Linked DNA regions of Mus musculus: region 1 is linked to region 2. Evidence: chromatin contacts called from public HiChIP or PLAC-seq data. All regions are on one chromosome and are shown on one strand. The core of a region is the stretch at or near the end of the contact, and the rest is flanking DNA. Distances in the headings are between cores, read along the strand shown. Region 1 overlaps Mical2 (microtubule associated monooxygenase, calponin and LIM domain containing 2). Region 2 holds the start of Usp47 (ubiquitin specific peptidase 47).

The links. HiChIP or PLAC-seq counts read pairs in DNA pulled down with a chosen protein or histone mark.
Region 1: a contact with region 2 is called in an H3K4me3 HiChIP or PLAC-seq map of embryonic limb bud, with 3 times the contacts expected there. The contact joins the enhancer-like site here to the promoter of Usp47 in region 2. A contact is called at or near these places in 11 of 39 promoter capture datasets (the 3T3-L1 cell line, 3T3-L1-derived adipocytes, embryonic stem cells and 7 more), 2 of 484 Hi-C or Micro-C datasets (the HL-1 cell line and the HPC-7 cell line), 9 of 115 datasets of contacts at active chromatin or transcription factors (bone marrow-derived macrophages, craniofacial prominence, embryonic limb bud and 6 more) and 1 of 9 other capture datasets (macrophages).

Annotation. Positions count from the first base shown.
Region 1 is chr7:112,350,525-112,354,219 of GRCm38.p6, reverse strand. Mical2 (microtubule associated monooxygenase, calponin and LIM domain containing 2) reads right to left here. Exons shown (of 26, transcript NM_001193305.1): 25 at 2,793-2,895; 26 at 245-321. The coding sequence ends at 281. Among named protein-coding and RNA genes, the nearest start is that of Micalcl, 22 kb to the left of the region's middle. Within about 2 kb of position 2,444, at least 12 of the 459 cell types and tissues checked have an H3K27ac peak or open chromatin away from gene starts, as enhancers often do. A contact at or near this core is called in craniofacial prominence, embryonic limb bud, neural tube and 1 more, where this site is marked.
Region 2 is chr7:112,021,073-112,025,096 of GRCm38.p6, reverse strand. It overlaps Usp47 (ubiquitin specific peptidase 47), which reads right to left and starts at 1,591. Exons shown (of 29, transcript NM_001357952.1): 1 at 1,351-1,591. The coding sequence starts at 1,389. It also overlaps Gm3960.

The sequences.
Region 1 (3,695 bases), core at 1,195-3,694, 330 kb before region 2:
TGCAGAGGAGAAGTGGCATGGGGCATGCACTTGTTGTGGACCCAGGCTGCTGGCTGGGCTCCAAAGAAGGGGAGGCAGAACGTGGCTTTCAAGCTGACCCCCGCCCCATGCTCTTTACCATTCATGCCTCTAGCGAGTCCATATTAGTAGGCAAGACACTCACAGTTAGCACAACCAGGACCACCGACGCACGCAGAGGATGGGGCGCAGAAAGCGGGTTAGGGGTTAGTACCTCTCTCTGAAAATTGCCAAGAAAATCAGTCACCTTAGAACAGAAGTGTCAGCCAAGAAGTGGGTGTAGGACTGGAAGGCTGAAACGTACTGGCGGCCGCAAAGTGAGATTGGAGAGAGAAAGACAGAAAGGAGGACTTAGCAAGGGCCTAAAACAAATACCAATCACAATGGAAAATGACACTGGAGGTGAGGAACAGAGCCACCACTGTCCCTCACAAAGGGACTGCCTGCTTAGGAGGGACAGACCTTCCTGGTGGTGGCCAGCTATTCATTTCCAAGAGTGGATGCCCAGGGTCTGCATAGTAACAGAACTCCACTCTTGTCTGTAAATGTTCCCAGGACCTTCTGCCCTCCACAGCCCCCTCTGTCTCCAGTTTACTCTGGGGTCTCATATTCATCCTTGAGGCAAATTCATCTCTAGAGTATCTGCTCCCAGGACCTACCCCTGCTGTTGCCCACCAGGAAGGTTCAAGGACTCAGAATATACAGATGTCTCAGCCCTGTGTCAGACACACCCTGTCTACCAGAGTAATTCAAACCAGCCTCTACGGCTATAAATGAGATTTTTTTTTTGGAGAGTTCACTCTGGCTTCCCAGAGCATTCCACAAAGCATCCCAGCCCACCCTGAGCTACACTACAACATGACCTCGAGAATTCATGTGACATAATGAAACCTACTAGGACTCAAGGGATCCTCCCATCATTCTTGATCATTAACACCCCAGCTACACTTGGGGCATGTACAGTGCACGTCACCACACTGGCAACAGTTCCAACAAGGTCAGAGGTGCGCTTCCCACAGACTTGGCCACAGCCATGCCTGTCTTTCCCATGACTTCTAGACAGAGTCTAAAAAAGCATCCTTCTTTACCCATCCTCCAGAAAGCTGATGTCAAAGCTTTCAAGATGCCTGGTCTTTGACCAGACCTTTCTAATCTTGAGAGGGCACACCTGCGGTAGCAGCTCTAAATAGCTGTCTTGTACCCAGTGACTGTAGACACGTGAAGTCCCTGGAAGGCCCTTCTCAGCCCTCCAGTTGCTCAACCTGCTGTTGAAGCTGAGCAGCACAGGGAGGGACAGTGAGGGGACAGCTGAAGGCTCGTTCCAGAGCAGAAAACACTGTGGGCTTGGAGTCACCTGAAGACCAGATGCTATTTTTTTTCTGGGCACTGAGAAAAGGGTTTTTGACTGTGTTGAGGAAACATACAAGGTAGCCACATGACTAAGCATCCAGGATGCCACCAGCACTGATCAGGGCCATGCTTCCCAGAGGACAGCAAGTCCCCAGTTCAAAGGACATCAGGGGAGAGGCAGCTGAACCATGGTGGACCTGAAGGGCTTTGGCTCAGCCTGCAGCCTGGGTTGGGGACTTAACAGGGGTGAAAAATGACGTCATCTGAAATAGTTTGTCCTCAGCATTGCATTAGCCTGACAGCTATTCGGGGTCAAGTGCCATCAGGCTTTCACTGCAGTACCCATTACTGGGGAGGAAAATAGCCGTTTGCAGCGTGGCAACCCTGTGGTTCTGTCATTGGCTGTGATTTGGTGGACAGGAGGGAAAGCCTCTACTCTTTGATTTTATAAAGTATGAGTAAGATAACGCTCTCCTACCCTGAGGACAGGTAGCACTGGCACCCTGCTGCTTTGATCAAGTTTGGTTTATTTTATCCCTCTGCTTACTTCTGCCAACCTCATTATGTTTTTACATATCTGTGCTTTTGAAACAAATAAACCCAGCACCCACTGTGACCAGGTGGCATCTGGATGTGTAAATCAAAAGGCACTGGTCACATGACGGGTACCCTCTCTTTTGTGACTCTAGTCTCAGCTCATTAACTTTGCTAGCAGCGATGAATCTCAACTCACTGCCAAGTTCAAGGGCCTTGTAAAACTGGCGATAAAGTTGAAACAGTTAGAAATATTGATACTTGTAGAAAAATAGTGCTTTCTTTTTGGCTTATGAAAAGTTAAAAATTGAAATGTAAACCCAGAAATATGGCTCGCATTGGTTTGGAAAAAAACAAAAACAAAAACACAAAGCTGTTAGAAAACAAACACATTAAAAAATATCCTTCATGTTGTCCCTGGCCCCAGCACCATGAAGAGATACTCAACCCTGTCAAAGTCAGGCAGAAGTGGCCAATGTGGGACTCTTTGGCTTGGAGCTAATTGGTTACAGATGCTGGCCAGAGCCAGAGCAAACTACAAACATCTGCAGTCCACACTTGGAAATGTTAGGGCACTGCGGGGCAGCCTGCACCTCACTGCAGCTTCACTGGGATAAACCTGAGCAGCCAGCTGCGGATGTTCTCCAGAGACTCCTCAGACTCTCTGTACATGGCAGCCAGGACCTTGGAGAAAGCCCAGAGCAGTAGCAGCCCCAGGCTCAGGAGCTCAAACATGAAGCAGTAGTTGTGAGCATTGTCCCGCACATGGTGGCCAGCAGCCTCCTGGAGTCCCTGCATCCACCTAAGCAGGCTCTGGGGCAGGTTGAGCAGGCCTCTTGTCAGCCGGAGAGGCCAGCTGAGTGCCTTCCTAAAGAAGGAGGTGGAGGTACCTGGGGGGCTGCCTTCTGGCGTGCTGATGGCCGCCACTGCACAAGAGCTTTCTGTGGGTACATCCCTCCGAGGTGCTTCCTGCTCCTGCCATGTTCCTTCCTCCTGAAGAAGACAGCAAAGCAAGGGCATTTAGTCGGTGAATCTCAGGAGACTGCCTCCAGCAAAGTACACTGAACCCCTGTTCTCGGTATTGAATGTGGGTACAACTTGCTCTTAAGGGGGGCAAACTCACCATGCCGTTCGATAGCCTTCAAAATATGCATGCCCATTGACTTGCACATCTACTTGTGCTGATATATAGTCCACAAATGATTATAAATAGGGATTAGGAGTTGTATGCAAGTATATTCATTGTAAAAATCTTTGCAAGATAAATTATTAAATGGCATAAAAGCCCAACAGGATGGAACTCCTAAAATAGATTACTGACTATGCATAAAATACAATCTTTTAATAGCATTAGAAACTACACTCCTAAGCAAGGTGATCACAGCATTTGGGAGGCAGAGGCAGAGGGGCAGAGGGGCAGAGAGGCAGAGGGGCAGAGGGGCAGAGGGGCAGAGGGGCAGAGGGGCAGAGGGGCAGAGGGGCAGAGGGGCAGAGAGAGGGGCAGAGAGGCAGAGAGACGGGCAGAGAGGCAGAGAGACGGGCAGAGAGGCAGAGAGGCAGAGAGGCAGAGGCAGGTAGGTCTCAGAGACTTTGAGGCCAGCTAGGACTAACCATTGAGTTCCAGGCCAGTGGGGTTGACATAGTTAGATCCTGTTTCAATTTTAAAAAGAGTTTTTCTCCTGAAATACTGGCTCCCTACTTCTGTTCTCCAATTCCTTCCCTGCCCCGCCCCTACCCCTTGTTGAGTTAGAGTGTGGCTAAGTTGCTTAGACAGATCTTAAAGTTCATATGTA
Region 2 (4,024 bases), core at 342-2,841:
ACACACACACAACTCAGCCTTAAACAGCAAACAGGCACTCCACTGAGTTTGATAGCACACACTTTTAATCCCAGCATCGGGGGAGACAGACAGGGAAACCTCTTAAGAATTTCCAGGCCAGCTTATCTACAAGTGAGTTCCAAGCCAGCCAAGTCTGTACTTCAAAGTCCACATAGTAAGATCCTACCTCAAAACGGCAAAACAAAACCCTAAAAATCAACTTATTATCCATCTAAGGAAAGATGGGAAATTTTAACTATTCAGGTACAAAATAAAGTCACTTTGCATTGTGCCAGGGGTTGTCTGTGTAGCAACAAATTGCTACAATTAAAAAACAAACAAACAAAACCTAAACATTTAGGAATCCGAAATGATCGTGTATAAATATCAAGATCCTACCATCCTAATTTCAACTTAACACTTGGCATCTATTTAAGGTATATGAGATATAAAAGTCCAAAGCATTAAGCCTGACGACCAGCAGTTAAAAATACATGTTTGAATATGCTGAGGATATTTATAAAGCCAACGGACTATTAATATGTCGAAATCCACTGGCCAGTGCAGGATTCTACCTTTAATCTTCTACTACTGACTGTTCAAGGGAAGCCAAGAAGTCCGGGAGTCTTATGTCACTCGCTTTTAAGAATTTAAGTCACCCAAGTTGGCAACACCAGAAAAAGACCAAAATTACACACAAAAACAACGTTTCGTCTCTCCATATGGTGAAATTAACTCGGCTATCTCTTACCCTCCCGTTCAAGCCCCACTTAACTACTTTTTCAACGATCCTGGGTAGGCCCCATTTAGGCTGGCCGATAGTACTACGAAGTAACAGGAGGGGGAATGGAGGCTGGGGGGAGGGGGGTGGGGAGACCGACAACTCTTTAACAGTTAAGTCTGCCCTCCCACAGATCTCAACTTAGGTGTCGATTTCACAAGCCCCGTAAGCTATACGCTGTCAAACCCCAGAAGCAGCACCGTCACCCCGTCCTGCCCACGGGCAACTGTTCCAGAATGTTTTCTTTGAAACGATCTCTCTTAACTCTCTCGGCTCGACGTGTGTGAAGTCTGGACTTCAAAGGCCACTTTCTCTCCGCAATACTCCCCCCCACCCCCGGGAGCAGAACCCAACTCCTCGGGTCCAGTCTTTGATGCGTTAGCCCCTCGCAGCCGGAGCTCTCCCTCGGCTACGTGGCCCCGGGAACCAGCGGTCTCCAACTGCCCGCCGCGCCCACCGTCCACCCGGCCCCACGCCTGCCCGGCCCTAGCCTTGCCTCCCGCTCGGGGCCTGCACGACTTCGAGCGGACCGCAGGCTTCGGGCCTAGTCTGGCCCGCCGGCCCCTCACCTCCTTCGGGACCAGTTGGTTCTCCTCGCCGGGCACCATCGCTCAGACTCCGACCGCTCGTCTCCGCCCTGCCTGCGGGGGCCTGGTGGAGGTGGCGGCGGCTGTGTCTCAGGAGAGAACGGCAGCGACAGTCATCCTCCCAGCCGCCTGCGCTCCAGCAACTGAGGAGGCCTCCGCTCAGGCCTTAGACACCAGCGCGCAGACACCGACCCAGGGCGCCGCCGCCGTCGCCGCTGCTGCCGCCGCCGCTGCCGCCGCCGCCGCCGCCCCTCCCCCGGCCCGCGGCAATCAATGGAAAAATGGCGGCCGCCGCTCTCGCGAGAATTCAACGCAGTGGGCGCGCGGCCCGGCGTCTGGCGCCTGGGGTATGCAGGCGGCCGTCGTGAGCTCGGGATCTTCTCACCTCTTGCTCAGCCCCGGGGTACGCCGCGCTACGCTGGTTGAGAGCCGGTGTAGGCGCTTTTCACTACGGGGAAGCCGGTCCTCCCATCCTCCGGCTCCCTCTGTCGGCCGAGGGAGGGACGAGGCCCCTGCGTCACGAACGAGCTCCAGTTCAAAGCCCCCCTTTCAGCCCTGCAGTCCCCAGACTCTTTCCTGGTCTCCAGCGACCCCGCTGCAGCCCCACTTGAGGAACCTTTGGCCTCGAGCTGGTAAACAACGCGCCTTGTAGAGAAATCGCCTTTCTGGCTTTCGCCCTCAAGGCTCTGGTCCTCGTCTGTCATGTTTTCGTGGCCGCCCCACTCTCCTTAGGGACCTCGGTGCCCATCAGCTAGCCCCTGGAGCCCCTTAAAGAGGGGTCACTACACTTAGAGGTGCTCCCCTGCACCCTTCTGGGTGGCTTGCTGTCATCCTCCTACAGGGCCAAGTCTGAGGGAGCCTTTTGAGAGCAGAGCTGTGGTGCGCTTCAACCTGTGCTGTCCTTTTGAATATGTTTTTTTTTGTAATCTCCCCAGACGGTAAATACCATGTGTTTGACCAAACAAATCTCCTATTAGTCATTTTCCTTCACCGCACTCCTTCCATTATGAAGACCCAGTGAGACGTCTTTCATGAAGACTTTTGGCAAACTAGTCCTCTTACAGCCTGCTGAGTTAATTCCATTGTGCCATGTACCCAGCATCCACAGCGCCAACTCCTTTACCTATGCTATTGGTTCGCCAAACTTGTTACTATTGAACACCCCACACCCAAGAAAAGCTCTCTATACAGTTATGTAAGATTTATTAGAATTCTGCTATTTGTGGCACTGTAAAACATCTACAAATTCTAAAAATTATAGCAAAGACAGACATTTAAAATAAACGAGATTTTAAGTAGTAATGGTATAAAAAAATCCATTAACCCTACTGAAAATATTTAGTGAACGCACTCTGATTGACTAGGTTTCATTAGTTTTTTAAAAGCTAATTCTTTGTGAAACACTTATTAAAATATCTGATTCAGTGTTCAGGTTATTTCTGTACTTGGCTTTAATAGCTGTCATAAGCTGAAAAAGGTAACCCACAAAGATTTTGATCCTAATGGAAGAAGTGCATTTTCAACTACTATTACTAATACAATGCTCATTTTTATCTGTTTCAGCTTCCAGCCATACAAAGGGTTTTGTTGAAATTCAGCTACTAATTTTCCATCTTTCCTAATGTCAACTAGAATTTTTATGTTTTAACAGGTGGGCTGCAGTGGTGAAGGACTTTCCAAGCATACAGAGCGTTCCGAATTCAATCCCTACCTCCTTCTCCCAGAACAGTCAAATACCTTCTCCCAAAACAATCAACAAAATAAAAACAAAAATCCAAGTAGACTAAAAATTCTTTAAATACACTACTCAGATTTCTGAAAAGGCCAAAAAAGTCTGTCTTCATGTTTAAGCATACATATGATGAGTTTGGGAAGAGTGTTTAATTTTTTTTATTTTTTATTTTGTGTGTATCAGAGTGTACATGAACCACAACCATGCAGCTCACAGATGTTGGAAGAGGCACCAGATGCTCTGGGATTGGTGTTATGGGCAGTTGTGAGTCACTTGGGTCCTCTGTAAGAGCAACAAGTGCTCTTAACTACTGAGCCATCTCTTCAGCCTTAATATGTAAATGTTTGAAACTTCATCATAGACTTTTAAGAAATACTGCATCAAGATTCTCTTGACTATTGAAATGTAAATTGTTCTAAAGGTGAATAACTCAACTTGCATATCCACGGTCCCCCTGGCTGGCACATCTTGGACAAAATCACAAAGTGGGAGTATGTCCAAATCTGTTTCACGCATGCCATTTCCATTTCCTAAGTGAGCTGGTTCTCTAGAAGCCTTGTTAGAAGTTAGGTGCCATTCTAGTTTTCCTTTTTTTCCTTCATGCTTACACTCATGACCTCTTTCGTGAAATCCTTTCTGGATTCTTTCATCTTGGTAAAAGTTGATTTAACGAAATAATAATATAGCAAGTATCTTAGTCAGGGTTATTATTGCCATGGTGGAGCACCATGTCCCAAAGCAACCTGGCAGAATAGGGTTTTATTTGACTTATACTTATGCATAGTCCTTCATTGAAAGAAGTCTGGTCAAGAACTCAAACAGGGCAGGAACAGGTAAGAGCTCATGCAGAGCCCCTGAAGGAGTGCTGCCCATTGGCCTACACTCATGGCTTACTCAGCCTGCCTTATAGCACCAAGACTGCCA